2 separate regions of the Mus musculus genome follow, and region 2 is linked to region 1. The links are chromatin contacts, called in public HiChIP or PLAC-seq maps. All regions are on one chromosome and are shown on one strand. Each heading gives the region's core, a stretch centred on a gene start, on an enhancer-like site or on the middle of the called end of the contact. The rest is flanking DNA. Distances are from core to core; before and after follow the strand shown.

Evidence for each region. HiChIP or PLAC-seq counts read pairs in DNA pulled down with a chosen protein or histone mark.
Region 2: an H3K4me3 HiChIP or PLAC-seq map of embryonic stem cells shows a contact between it and region 1, with 18 read pairs. The contact joins the promoter of Lzic here to the enhancer-like site in region 1. A contact is called at or near these places in 4 of 39 promoter capture datasets (cranial neural crest, hippocampal neurons, macrophages and 1 more), 4 of 115 datasets of contacts at active chromatin or transcription factors (the SCID.adh cell line, bone marrow-derived macrophages, embryonic stem cells and 1 more) and 1 of 9 other capture datasets (embryonic stem cells).

What each region holds. Positions count from the first base shown.
Region 1 is chr4:149,276,169-149,283,744 of GRCm38.p6, forward strand. Kif1b (kinesin family member 1B) reads right to left here. Exons shown (of 49, transcript NM_001290995.1): 3 at 679-755. Among named protein-coding and RNA genes, the nearest start is that of Kif1b, 28 kb to the right of the region's middle. Within about 2 kb of position 6,088, at least 56 of the 459 cell types and tissues checked have an H3K27ac peak or open chromatin away from gene starts, as enhancers often do. A contact at or near this core is called in embryonic stem cells and memory CD8 T cells, where this site is marked.
Region 2 is chr4:149,484,011-149,491,634 of GRCm38.p6, forward strand. It overlaps Lzic (leucine zipper and CTNNBIP1 domain containing), which reads left to right and starts at 1,256. Exons shown (of 7, transcript NM_026963.6): 1 at 1,256-1,989; 2 at 2,742-2,850; 3 at 4,046-4,181; 4 at 4,620-4,718. The coding sequence starts at 2,750. Nmnat1 (nicotinamide nucleotide adenylyltransferase 1) reads right to left here and starts at 1,200. Exons shown (of 5, transcript NM_133435.2): 1 at 1,099-1,200.

The sequences.
Region 1 (7,576 bases), core at 4,838-7,337:
TGTCTTTAAAAATTACAATTAAGATAGATTAAGGGGTTGGGGATGTGGCTCAGTTGGTAAAGTGGTTCTGTGCAAACACAAAAGCCTAAGTTTAGAACCCCAGCAACCACATAAAGCTACAGTAGCGTGTGCTTTAACCCTAGCGCTAGGAAGCAGTCAGCGGGATCCTAAGCATCACTGACCAGACAGGCTAGCCAGTCGGTGAGCTGCAGGTTCAGAGAAATCCTGGCTCACTATGGTGGAAAGTGACAGAGGAGGGCACCAGATACCAACCTCTTAGCTTCCATATGTGAACACATGCACCCCTCACACACACACACACACACAAATAAATGAATGAACAAATAATTTTTTAAATGAACTCCTGAACTGGGAATTTATTAGCTAGGTGTTGTAGCCCATGCCTGTAATTCCAGCAGTTGAGATGGTAAGTCAGGAATACTACCCCAAGGTTGAAGTTAGCCTAGGATATATAGTGAGTTCAATGCCAATGTGGGCAATGAGATTCTGTCTTTAAAAACAAAAACCAAACAACAACAACAACAAAAACCCAACACCTCTCCCTCAAACACACACATTGAACTCATCCCTGACCACAATCAGAAAATTAGAATTGGATCTTGGAACAATTAAGGGTAAGAAAAGGCCAAAGAAGGAAAAGGGAGGCAGTAGACTCACCGAGGTGTGGGACCAGTAGGAGTAGTCAAAGCTGAAGGACTTTGGTGCTTCCTTTGGGTTCTTTGGGTTAATAATACCTACAGAATAAAGATATTTAATTATGTTAAGTCCATCAAGTTCATTAGCTCAATATAATATACTATATGTTTAAAGCATCCCAAACAGGACATTTATACTATTGAATCTTAACAGGGCAATCCAAAAAAAATAATAATAATAAGGTTATCATTGTTTAAGAGGGCAATTTATACTGGACGCACACACACACACACACACACACACACACACACACAATCACACCACAACACTCATCTGGGTGTTACCAGTATTCAGCACAGAGCCTAGTGTGTAACAGCTTCTCAATAAATCTTCCAGAACTGAATCCCTTGCTAAGTTAGCAGCTAAAACTTAGCAGTTTCTATTTCAGAGCATGTCATAAGGTATGAAATATTTCAACATGTTAGAAATAAAGTCTTTGTGAAATGTTTGCTATCTACTTCAAAAAAGCATTTTGTAATGAAAAAAAAAAAAAAAGCATAGCCAAGTTTGGGTTTCTAAAATCCACAGTAGACAACATGTAATCTATTACATGTATATGTGTGCATAGGTGTTTATGCAAAACCACAGAGCACTAATAGATCATAAATCTTACTACACATTGAAAATGACTTTTCACATAACTAACGCTACCGTACCACATGGAAGCAACTGACTGAATGCCGAAGCTTACTCCTTCCTTTCTCATACACAAAGCTTTATCGTCTCATATTTCACGAGACAGACACTCCCAAACATGTGATCATAAAATCCACTCTAAGACTGGACAACTCAACCAACTCACTTTGCTGAGGCAAGGCTACATCTCAAACTATCAGTGAAAACAGGATTAAAAAGTAAATGTGTTTTGGGCAGCTGGTGTAGCGGACACAAATAGCAACCGTTGCTATGGAGCTTAGCTCCCCCTCTTGCTGGATTCCTCTGGGTATAGCCACATACTTATGTTCCAACCTCAAATGCTGACAGAGTATTAATAAGGCTCACATTACACATAATCATGTGACCAGAGGACATGATTCTAGAAAGAACATCTCCCTACAAATAAATGGTAATCTAATCAAAGTCTAACAAAAGAGTACAACATATCAGCCAGCATTTGAAGGTGTAATTACTCCAACCCATAGTATTTTGTGTTTAGCAACTGTTTTATCCTCCTAAGCACTCAATGAGGCAAATGTTTTCTCATCCCATTTTTTAAAAAACCATCACAGAAAATTCAATATTCTTTAGGCCACAGAAATAGCTAGCGGCAGATTTAGAATTTGACTCTGCAGAGCTGTCACAATTAGCTTTGCACATATCAAGATTACCAAGTTGAAACAGTAGGGCATTTTATATATTTGTATATGTATATGGCTATATGCATATTGCTACCCCCTAAATTAAACCATAGGTGTTGTTTAAAACTCTCTTTATTCGCCTAAAGTTTCTCTGTTTTAACAATAAGACAACAAACTACCAAGAAAACAAAAATTAAGAGTCCAAGCTAAAAAAACAGCAAGCATGATGAGATGGAGGCATGGCCCTCGAGTCAGCCTTTACCACTCGAAAGACGGTTAATAAACACCTCTGACAACTAGACATTGGCTGTTTCACACACTTAAGCCGTATTTGTTCAGTTACAGTTCTATCAGAACATGAAGAACCAATTCTTAGTGCCTACACCTTGACTTGTCATTTCCCTGAGGGAAAACAACAAAAACAATCTATATCAGAATACAGCAAGTTCACACAAAATCCGTTTCTTCCTCCTTAACAAGCTTTCTGTCCATCTTTGAAGCTTCTTAGAGTAATACAACCAAGCTGGGTTTCTTGTTTGTTTGTCTGCACAGTGCAGGCAAGAATAAAATAGTACAAAAGTCAACATCATTGCAAGAGTTATCAGAAAATACAGAAGACATGGTAATTCCTACTTCTTTTTACAAATAATGTAACTTTATGTGTCTGGGTGTTTTGCTTGCATGTGTGACGATGCACTTTGCATATGCCTCATGCCTAAAAGGCTGGAAGGGCATCAGATCCCCTGGAACCACAGTTACAGATGCCTGTTCACCACAGAATGGGGGCTGGGAATTGAGTGCCGGTCCTGTGGAAAAGCAGCCAGTGCTCTTAACCATTGGGCAGCGTCTCTGGCCCCTATGTTCTACTTCTTAAGTTCTGTATCTATCTATACAATTTATAAAAAATGTTTAAACTTGTATGGGAGTTTTGCCTGTATTTATGTTTATGCACCATTTACATGCCTGGTGGCCGAGGGCAAAAGATGAGTGTTAGGTGCCTTAGAGCTGAAGTTACAGATGGGGTGAACCGCCCTCTGGGTACTGGAAATCAAACCCAGGTCCTCTGGAAGTCCTCTTAACCACTGAGCCACCATATTTTTTTTTGGATTGTCTTTCAGGTGTGTGTGCGCGCGCGCGTGTCTGTCTGTCTGTCTGTCTATAGGGGTATGTGGAATGTGAGTTCGGGGACCTGAGTCCAGTAAAGGGTGTCTGATCCCTTGCAAGTGGAGTTACAAGCAGGCAGCTGTGAGGCACCCAGTGTAGATACTAAGAACCAAACTCAAACCTTCTGCTAGAGCAGTGCATACTCAAAACCAACGAGCCTGCCTTCCCACCCTTCTTTTTAGATTTAGTTTATTTTTTTTTATATTTTATTCTTTGTATTTATATGTGTATTATCTTGAATATTAAAACATTTCCTAATTAAAAGCATGTAATATGCACATATGTATGTACTACACACTTGGGGAACTGTAGGGCCAAGCTCTCATAGCCCAGGCTGACCTAAAAGTTGTGTTCCTTCTGCCTCCCCCTCCTGCACACTTGCAGTCACCACCAAGTTAAGTCTTATTCGCAGGCTGCTCTCTAAGTCCTCCTTTAGACATCTGAACAGCAGCTACAACTCCCGAGGTCTCAATGTATCTTTCTTCCCGAATCAATGACCCTTCATCCAGAAATTCTTCACTTTGCCTTGTGTTCAAACTCCTAATTCTCATGCCACTGTCAACACTGTCTACCTTAAGAAGGCCAGAAAAGAGCAGGATGGTGTCATTATCTACACTATAGATGAACATCGTTAAAGCAGTCATCACACGTGTCTCAAAGGCCTGACTGTAGTTTAGTAATGAGCCAGAGTTAATCCTGCTCTCCTTGCAATCACTTCCAGTAAAGATTACCTTCAGAAGGGGCTGGAGAGATGGCTCAGCAGTTAGGTGCTTACCACTCTTGCAAAGGACCACAACCACCTCTAATTCCCATTCCCCAGAGTCTGACAACTGCTGGATTCTCTGGGCTCCTACACAAATAAACTTACACAGGTACACACACATACACATAAATTAAAAAAAAAAAAATATATATATATATATATATATTCTTTTAAAAGCTAAAACTTAGAGGACTGACAAGATGGCTCAGTAGGGAAAGATGCTTGCCATCAAGAGACAACCTGGGGTTGTGGGGGAAGGGTGCTGAAGAGATGGCTCAGTGGTTAAGAGCAATTCCAAAGGTCTTTAGTGCAATTCCCAGCAACCACAGGGTGGCTCACAACCATCTGTAATAGAATCTGATGCCCCCTTCTGGTGTGTCTGAATAAGTAAATCAAACAAAACAAACAAACAAAACCCCTTGGTTTGGTCCCTGTGTCCTCCACGATGGAAGAAGAGAGCTGACTCCCTTACTCCCTGACCTCCATGAAACACCATGGTGTGTGTGTGTGTGTGCAATGTTTACACTCACACAAAAACTAAGTAATGTAAAAGTCTTAGCCTTCCAAAGTCTGCTAAATACTTTACTCCTCCCCACAACTGTGGGGAGCATAAATATACAAAATGTTTTCATTACGGAACCCTAGAAAACAAGGCTGTTAAAAGAAGATTTGTATTTAAAGCCCTTTTTATTCTGCAGAATAAATTTGTTTATCTAATATCTCAAAGTCACTAATGCAGTAATTACACTGCTGTCGACAAACTACCAAGGCTCTGCCTGCAGCTATAATCAACATATCAGCGTGGGAGCTCTGCAACTTTATATTAACTTCTCTCAAAAGCAGGATGTCTGGGTTTGTTAAAATCCTCGTGACGGACTAGGCATGGTGGCTCGTGCCTGTAATCATCCCACTCACGAGGCTGAGGCAGGAGGATGATTATTTGTGGACTTCTAAGGCTGCACAGTATGACTCTGCCTCAAAAACACAAAGCAAAAAGCCCAGTGATACCAGAGTAGCCTTCATCTGCTGAAAGAATCCTACGTCAAAAATTAAGGGAAAAGGGCACAAAATAAAATATTATATCCACCATTTATATTTCAAAACCATGAAATCAAAACCTACAGCCATAACCTTTTAGAGTCTTCTGCCAATACAGTAAAAGGGCAGAAAACATAAAGTAGATTTGAATAAAATACTTATAACCAAAAAGTGCTTTAACCATTTAAATATAACAAACTACATCCCTAATGTGATTTAAAAAAAACAAACCCAAACAGGTGTGTGTGTGTGTGTGTGTGTGTGTGTGTGTATATGTATATATATATATATATGAATGAATGAGTGGTGGCAACATCTCAACCCCAGCATTCTAAAGGAAGAGTTCAAGGTGAGCTTTGTTTACCTAGTGAGTTCTAGAACAGCAGGACAGCCAGGGCTATATAAAAAGACTCTATCAAAGGGGGGATATGAAAAGAAAAGAAAACAAGCCACAACTCTCCAATGTCACCATATGGTCATTCTTTAAAACAACAAAACATGAGACTAGACAGGCATGGTGGTGCACACCTTTAATACCAGCCCTCGGGAGGCAGAAGCAGGCCGATTTCTGAATTCGAGGCCAGCCTGGTCTACAGAGTGAGTTCCAGGACAGCCAGGGCTACACAGAGAAACCCTGTCTTGAAAAACAAACAAACAAACACACAAACCAACCAACCCCATGCGACTAGAGAGACTGCTTTTCCAAAGGACTCTGGTTCATTGCAGTCGCCCACAGGGCAGCTCACAACCTCCTGTGAATCCAGTTCTGGGAGATCTGACCTCTCTTCTGGCCTCCACAGGCATCAGGAGACCAGACATGCAGGCAAACAAATAAAACAGGACAAAATTTAGAACACACTTGCTTTATACAATTTTTTTTTAATTCTAAAAGCTAGATATGGTGGCTCAGGGGATCAAGGTAGGAAGATAAAAAGGTGAAGCCAGACTCAACGACACAGTGAGATCTTACACTCCCCCACCAAAACAAACAGCTGATCTTCCTAAGCAAATATTGAACAATTTTAGGAGATAAAGCTGGGGCCAGGGAGATGGCTGAGAGGTGAAAGTGCTAGCCACATACAGAGTTACTCACCAGAATCAACATAAAAAGGTGTAGTGTGGGTCAGCAGACAGCTCAGCAGTAAGGAACACTTGCTGCTCAATTCTAAGGCCTAGAGTTCAGATCCCAGCACCCACGTCGGGCAGTTCAATAACACTTGTAACTCTTACCCCAGGGATCTGACACCCCGTGGCCTCAACAGGCACCACAAACATAAGCATGTGCACACACATAAACAAACCACAAAGGCCAAGGAGCCTGGCAAACAAGATGACAGCAGAGTCAAGAGAACAAAGCAGAAGGCGGAGAACCAACCCCAGAATCATTGCCTTACTGCATTCTCTGCTCTGCCAAAACAAAGGGCTTCTGAGAAACCCCCAACCTTTCCCGTCTCCTCCCTCCCTTATAAAGATGCCCCTCCCCGGTGCTTTCCAATGGGCATCATACTACTTCAATTACTTTTATCTCTAAAATAAACCAAAAACTCTAAAAGGTTCTGCTTGCTGAATATTTCCTGCTTATACCCACATCATACACATTACTGAACAATACATCTGTGAACAACAGTATTTAGCCTACTGTAACGCACAATCCTTGACAGAGCAACCACTGAAGGCCTGCCCTCCCTAACAAACAGAAGCAGCAGACCAGCTTGCTAGCTCACCCTCCATTTCAGATCTCACTGGGTTACCAAACGCAATCACAGCACCTTGCTACTGGCATGAATATTTAAAAATTAACTTTAAAATGGACAGCAGAAAACCAAGGTCAGGTTTCCTAGCAGATCTTATTGTTGGGAGGGCATAGGGACACACACTTTTAATCCCAGCACTCCGAAGGCAGAGGCAGGCAGGTTAAGTCTCAGCCCACCCTACTTTACATAGGTTTTCCAGGAGAGCCAAGGCAAAAAGAGATTTCCCATGGAGGCCAGAAGAGGGTGAGGGATCTCCCTAGATCCAGAGTATTGGATGGTTATGAGTCACCCACCGCAGTGAATGATAGGAAATGAACCCAGTCCTCTGCAAGAGCAACAAGTGCCCTTAACTGCTGAGCTACCTCTCCAGCCCCCAGCTGTCTCTTGCATAGCTGTTTTGGTATGAAAACAATGTAAGCAGTTTAAAAGCTTATATATAATAAAATCAGTTTTCGGGCCAGTAAGAAGCACAGGCATTTACCACCAAGCCTGATGACCCATTCTTGATTCCCAGAACGCACATGGAGAAAGAAGAGAATCAACTTCCAAAAGTTGTGCTCTGATCTCCACATGTGCACTGTGGCACAAATACTGCCCTCCCCAACACACACAATAAATAATTAATGCAATTTAAATTTTTTAATGCAGTTCTTAGGCCAGCAAGAAAGCTCAGCAGATATGAGCACCTCCTGTGTAAGCCTGACTACCTGAGCTGGATCTCCAGGACCATGAGCCACAAGAAGATAAAGCTGACACTCCATGGTCGTTCTCCACATGTGCACCATGGCACAGCAGACATGTGCCCCCAGCCACCACCACCACACACACACACACACACACAC
Region 2 (7,624 bases), core at 6-2,505, 200 kb after region 1:
GTCCATCACTGAAAGAATTGGGGCACGGGCTCTAGGAGGAACCTGAAGCAGACACTACTGAGGAATGAATGCTGCTGCCTCCTGGCTTAAACTCAGTCTGTAGACCAGACTGGCCCTGAACTCAGAGATATCATTCCATCTCTGCCTCTTTAGTGCCAATGCCCAGCACCTAGGAAGCTGGCTTTCTTATACAGCCCAGTACATCAGGGTGGCCTCGAACTCAGAAATCCACCTGCCTCTGCCTCCCGAGTGCTGGGATCAAAGGCCTGCGCCACCACGCCCGGCTTAACTATGAACTTCTAACACCCCCCCCCCTTCAACTTCACAAAGGCATCACTGTAAGCTATAACCTTTCGATTTCTTGTCTCCAAAGTCCCTGTTAACATTATAAAACAAAAGCATAGACCAACTTTCAAAATTCTCAGTCTTTCAAAATTTCAAAACTTTTAAAGTTCCGAGTCTCTTTAAAAGTCCAAGTCTTTTAATCATGAGCTCCTGTAAAATCAAAATAAGTTTCATACTTTCTAATCCCAAAAGGGCAGAACCAGAGAATAGGAATAATCACAATTAAGCAAACCCAGAATCCAACAGTGTAGCTCAATATCCGACATTTGGGACTCAGGATCTGGGTCCCAAAGGGCTGGCATAGCCCTTTCTCCACTCAGCTCCCTGGTAACAGTTTACAGTCCACTCAGCAGCAATTTAACTGGTTCTCAAAGGCTGTGTGGGCTTGCTCTTTCCCAGATTTGGAAACGACTAAAAGGGAATGTCCTTCTCAGCACTGGCTTTCCCCCATTGCCTCTCACCCACATCCCTCTAAGTTCATGGGCGTCTGCTCTCAAGAAATCTCTAGAGAGGAAGAATCCAGGCCACCCCAAGTGGGGGAACTGACCTGCACCAAGGTCACAGGAAAGTTACCAACTTTTTGGTTCCAAGAACTAAAGGGCAAGAGTTGACTATGAAGAGCTGGCCCCAGGGACCGTTACAAAAGTCTCTAAAGGCCCAGCCATTGTGCATTGTCCCTTGCTTGGCAAAGTACGGGTCACCGGGCTAACGCTCGCACAGGCTCGTCTCCTAGGACCTCGGTGGGTTGCTTACCAGGCCTTGAAGGCCAAACGGCCCTAGTCCTCCAGGAGACAACCTCGGCCCGGACGCCAGCGCAGGGAACACCGCCGCCTTGCTCTCATTGGCCCCACACAGCCGGAAGTGCGCGAATCCAGCGGAAGTGCTCGCTCCATGCGGTCCGCCAGGCCGGGGAGTCAGGTAGGCGGGGCCCCTGGTTCCAAACCCTGGGATCCGCTAGCGGGCGGCAGGCGGGGATCGGGAGGGCGAAGGAGGTTGTCCTGTTTTCCGATCAGGGAGGACGGAGAAGCGTTTCGCAGGCGTAGGACTCCCCGCCTCCTCAGGTGACCACCGGGCCTGCTGGAGCCCGGCCTTGGCGGGACCTGCACACCTCGGCGGGAGCTTGGAGTTCGTCTGTCCGCGGGGAGGAGGCCGGCATCCGAGCGTGCGGTCCGGCTCTGCCTTATTTTTGCTCCGGTGGTCCCGGGCCCGGGCTTTGCTCACCTCCGTCCCTGAGAAGGTGTGCTTTCTGCCCTTGCCTTCTCGTGCGTCTGAGTTGGACAGTTTTCCTCAAGCCGAGTCCCGAGTGCTGTGGCCTCACCCAGAGGAGACTCGGCAAAAGCTACGGGAGGCACAGCCCAGGGATTCAGTGGCCTCTCCCGCGTCTTCCTAGGAATGGAGAACGTATTTCAGTTACAGTCTGCTTAGCGGGAAGTGATCTGGACAGCTGTAGGCCAAGTTCAGACACAGCAAATAAAACTCTTAACAGTTTTACCTTGTTCTAGCCAGCTCCACCCCAGGAGGTTTGAAGTTTGAGCCTCCGGTAAACTTTATGACAACTTCGCTTTCCTCAAATTGATGACACTCAGAGCTCCGACAGTTGGCGAGTTTTGAGCACCGTGCACGGGACAGGATACTGGAACCCCGGTGAGCGTGAATGAATATATTCCACTCCAGATGACAGTGTTGGCCATTTCGGCAGTCTCAAAGGAAACGCATCACTTTTATTCAATACTAGGTGGTGCCAGTGAGTCAAATCTTTCTGGTCTAAATCTGTAGTGTGGTTAAAGTTTTTTTGTTGTTGCTTTGTTTTTTTTTTTTTGTTTTTGTTTTTTTTTTTTTTGTTTGTTTGTTGTACAAGCCTTTATTTTTCCTTAAATTTATTCAGAATAACTTTGCCTTTTGAGACTGTATTGCAGCTTGGGAGTGCAGTCTGGCGTAGCGTATATGTAGCATTCTGGTTCCTCCATTTCCCCCAAGAAGAGATAAATTTTTGTGTTAAACAGTAATAACTTACTGTGCAGGGGATTTATCTTAATGGTAGAGTCCTTGCTTAGCAGGAATGAGCGCCTGGATTCAATCCCCTGTTCTGGGGGAAGAAAAACAAGTCTGGGCATGTTAGCACATACCTGTAATCTTAGAAAAAATATGTTCTTTTCATTTTACATTTTCATAATTTACTTTTTTCTTTTTCTTTTTTTGGGGGGCGTGGTTCTAGACAGGGTTTCTCTGCGTAGTTCTGGCTGTCCTGGAACTCACTCTGTAGACCAGGCTGGCCTCGAACTCAGAAATCTGCCACCCAGCATTTTAGATTTTCTTAATTTTGAATTGCACCAATATGTTGAATCTTCCCAAGTAACCAAATACAGTGTACTCATGTGGGCTTATTGTTCTTACAGTGATTAAAATGGCTTCCAGAGGAAAGACAGAGACAAGCAAACTAAAGCAGAATTTAGAAGAGCAGTTGGATAGACTGATGCAGCAGTTACAAGACCTGGAGGAATGCAGGTAAGTTATAACTATATGTTCTCACTCCGTAAACACTTGTTTGTACGAAGAGAGGTCAGGCTCCGTGGATGCAAGCCTGAAGCCCGCGTGTGACTTTGGTCTCTTCTGTAGTATTTTACAGCACTTGGTTTGTAGAAGCAAACTTGTCAAGCTCTGTAGTCATAAAGCCTCAGCTATGGAAGACTTAAAATACTTAAGCTCCTGGAAATAATGTTTCCTTTGTCTTTAGTATTTTAAACAGCTTTGCCTAGTATGAACTAATTGCTAAAAATACTATGATTAGGCTGGGGACGGGGGTAAGGCTCTGTGGATGAGTGGGTGCCTAACAGCTAGAGGCTCTGAGCCCAATGCCCAGCATCGAAGAAGAAGAAGAAGAAGAAGAGGGACGGGAAGGGAGGTGCTGCTCTCCTGTAATCCCAGCAGTGAGGCAGATGCATGCGGGTAGGAGCGCGTGCTTCACTTCGTGGAGAGCTCCAGGCCAGCCTGCTACATGAGTCACTGTTTCAATAAAGCAGAAGAAAACAAGCATACTAATAATCGTAGCTGTTAATAGCCTTGTAAGGATGTTACAAATGTTAAAACGAAGGAGGCAAAACAGTGCTTGGCCCAATTGAGCACTCCATAAATGGTAGTTCTCTGAGCGGAGCTGCTGTTACTTGTAGTAAATATTTAATAAGCGGCTTGCCTGGAGAATAAAAATAACCTTTTACTCAGATGACAGATGTGTTGTTGTTGTTTGCAGGGTACACAAGGTGCTTCCTACCACTGAAGAGTCTGATGCTAATAGAAACTGTTTAGCTATAACTAGATGCCAGGCACTTTATTTTGTTTAGTCTCCATAAGAATCGTAGTAGCACTGTACTATCATTCTCTGGAGTTGAATAGGTAAGCTGAGGTTTGGCTTTCTGTACTTGGTCGCCCTAGGCTGTGCCGTTGATGCATAAGAGAAGTCACCATGTGCTTGAAGTGTGACTCAAATCAGTAAAAGTTGACCGGGGCGAGGGGAGATGGCACTCTCATCCTGAGTTTAACCTCACTGAAAGGCAGCGGAAATGCCAGAAGTGTAACTCGGGGGACATGTGCACCGCAAGCGATTGGTGTTTCCCTCCAGCTTGCTCTAGAACAGCTGCTAAGATTGTCATGCTTTGAAACTTGTGGTGTACATTTCTGCATTCTGACGTGAGCTGTGACTTAGGGAGGAGCTCGATGCGGATGAATATGAAGAAACTAAAAAGGAAACTTTGGAGCAGCTGAGTGAGTTCAACGATTCGCTGAAGAAGATTATGTCAGGAAATATGACTTTGGTAGATGAACTCAGTGGGATGCAACTGGTAAGAGGAATTCCCTGGTGAGTGAGTGTGTGTGTGTGTGTGTGTCTGTGTGTGTACGAGCCTGTGTGGGGTGTGAGTGGGTGTGTAATTTGTTTTTGTTTTGTGGGTATATTTCAGATAGAAAAGGCATACTTTGAAGGTGAGGATGTAGCTCTGTGGTAGTGTACTTGCTTAGCATGGACAAGACACTAGATTCTATCCCTAACACCTCAAAACAAAAAATTAAATTAAAAAAATAAAACTAAAGAAAGGAAGAAGAGTGGTGTGTTTACCTGATAGCTTCTTGATTTTGTGTCTGCTCGGCTCCAGTAACATGCTCAGAGATGACAAATAACGGATTTCAGGTGCCAAAACCCTTACGTGAGAGCTGTCAGTCAGATGTTGCAGATCTAATTGTGTGGGATATTGTGGTAAGTCTTTGCATTCCTGCATTTCTAGGCCATCCAGGCAGCCATCAGCCAGGCCTTTAAAACTCCTGAAGTCATCAGATTGTTTGCGAAGAAACAACCAGGCCAACTTCGGACAAGGCTAGCCGAGGTAAAGCTCTTTACACGGTGCGGTTGCTGTGTGTGTTTTTCTCCAAGCCCGTGAATTCACTTCTTGTACTTGCCTGCTCTTTAAATCCTGGGCACACAGAGAAACCCTGTTTCAAAATACCAAGTGTGGTATTAGAGCCACACTCAATTGTCAACAGTTGCTACCTGGGACAATTATAATTAATCATAAATGGATGTTTAACCACTGGGTGGGTATTCAAATTACTTCCAACCACTTCTTTAGTATTTTGTCCTTAACGTGTGGGGCTCTAACTTGAGATTCTGTTGGGATTGGAGTCAGCACTGCTTCTGTGTGTACACTGCCAACATTTTCTTTTCTCTTCTTTTCCTCTCAGATTTACTTGTATTATTTTAAATGATGTGTGTACTCATATGTGCGGGTGCTCTCAGAGGCCTAAGGCATCAGATACCCTGGAGCCAGCCCCAGAGCCGATTCTTAGCTGCCCAGTGTGGGTTCTGGGAATTGAACTTGGGTTCTCTGAACGAGCAGTACACAGTTCTCGGCCACTGAGTCGTGTCTCCGGCCTCTCAAGCAGCTTTTTCTGTTGTTGTTCTGTTTTGTTTTTTGAAACAGGGTTTCTCTGTGTGCCCTTGAACTCACAGAGATCCACTGTCTCTCACTCCTGAGTGCTAGGATTAAACCCACTGCCCTCTGTTTTTCTTTTTCCTCCTCTTCCTCTTCTTCCTCTTTTCTTTTTCTCCTTCTCCCCCTTTCTTTCTCTTTTGATTTCCTATCAAGCATCTTTATAAGCCTGTTACTTCCAGAAGTCTGTTTATGGGTTTGAATATAATTATGGCTTATCAGGTAGTTTCCACCTACAGGTAATTCAGTAGAGAAGTAGGAACATGCCATTAGGGAGTGGAGGCGAGTAGAGGGGGGACTCAGCTGGTGAAGTGCCCATCAAGGTGGCACGTGCCTGTGGTTTTACCACCGGGACATAAAGACCAGAGGGAGCCTAGAGCTCTTGTCAGAGAGAGACCTTGTCTCACAAAATAAGGGGAAGAGCAACTTAGGAAGACTCCTGACATCCAGCCCTGACCTTACACTGAACACACACACGCAGGAATACAAAGGGGCTGGGGGGAAAGGGCATAGATTTAGATGAGATTGGTTGGGCCTGAGTCCTGCCCTACTTACTGGGCGGGGTGTGACCTTTGGCAAGTTGTTTTATTCAACCTTGTACCTTGCTTTTCTTATCGGAAAGAAGGTGATTATGAGTTTCTGCTTGTTGGTGTCATGTGGGTTTGGTGACACTTAGGAGTTGGCTTCAGTTCCAGGTCCTTGGGAGGCAGAGGAAGGAGGGTCATTTGAGGCCAGCCTGGACCAATAAGAGACCCTGTCTCAAGAGTCAATAAGTGGGCCAGTGAGGCGGTGCATCGGGTAAAGGCCTCCAAGCCGGGGCCTGCGCGCTGAGGGAGAACTGGCGCCTGGTAGTCATCCTCTGCGCTTGCACATGCACTGTAAACATGAAATGAATACGTGTGATTAAATAGATAAAGTGAACAAAAGTGGGCTGGGCATGGAGCTCAGTAATACAGTACTTGCCTAGCCTGAACAAGACACTGGATTAAATCTCCAGCAAAGTTAAAATTAAATACACTTTAAGATTTTTTTCAGAGCAAGGTGGCTCACATCAGTGATCCTAACACTCAAGAGGCCAAGACAGAAAGATTGCTTTGCTTGGGTGGCGGTGGTGGCACACAATTTTAATCACAGCACTTGGGAGGCAGGGACAGGTGGATTTCTGAGCCTGGTCTACAGAGTGAGTTCTAGGACAGTCAGGGCTACACAGAGAAATCCTGTCTCAAAAAACCAAAAAAAAAAAAAAAAAAAAAAAAAAGAAAGAAAGAAGAAAGAGAGAGAGAGAGAGAGAGAAAGAGAGAAAGAGAGAAAGAAAGAAAGAAAGAAAGAAAGAAAGAAAGAAAGAAAGAAAGAAAGGAAGATTGCTTTGAGTTCAAGCTGCAGAGGGAAACAGTACCAAAAGGAAAACAATAACAGAAAGTGTGTAGGATGTTAGCAGTGTGTAGTGCCTGCCTAGTGCTTCTGCCAACAAGGATGATGCTGAACGTAGCTCCTGGGAGCCTGACACAAATCACCCCATTCAAACGTAGAAACTGGGCTGGTGAGATGGCTCAGTGGGTAAGAGCACCCGACTGCTCTTCCGAAGGTCCGGAGTTCAAATCCCAGCAACCACATGGTGGCTCACAACCATCTGTAACAAGATCTGACTCCCTCTTCTGGAGTGTCTGAAGACAGCTACAGTGTACTTACATATAATAAATAAATAAATAATTAAAAAAAAAACAAAAACAAAAACAAAAACGTAGAAGCTGCAAGTTAGAGTTAAAAACTCATTTCTTGGCTGGATATTGTAGTGCATGTTTTAATCCCAGCACATGGCAAGTGGAGGCAGGAGGATCAGGAGTTCAGGGTTATCCTTGGCTACATAGGAAGTCTGAGCCAGTCTCAGCTCTATACGATCCTGTCTCAAAGGGACTGGAGTGACAGTGGCTAAGAGCACTGACTACTCTTGTGAGGACCTGGTTTCAGTTCCTAGTACCCATATGGCAGATCTCAATGGTCTGTAACTGCAGGTGGAGAGGTTCTGATGCCCTCTCTAGGCCTCCAAGGGTACTGCATGTACATAGTGCTCATACCGACAAGCAGACAAAATATTCAGGCTCAAAATAAATAAACCTTAAAAACAAAAATCCTCAGGCTGGTGAGATGGCTCAGTGGGTACAGGCAGTTGCCGTGCAAACCTGAAGACATGAGTTCAGTCCCTGAAGCCCACATAAATGTGGAAGGTGTGAACTATTCCATGATGTCTTCTGACCTCTGCACACATGCTATGGCATGCTTGCTCACATGCACACATCACACTC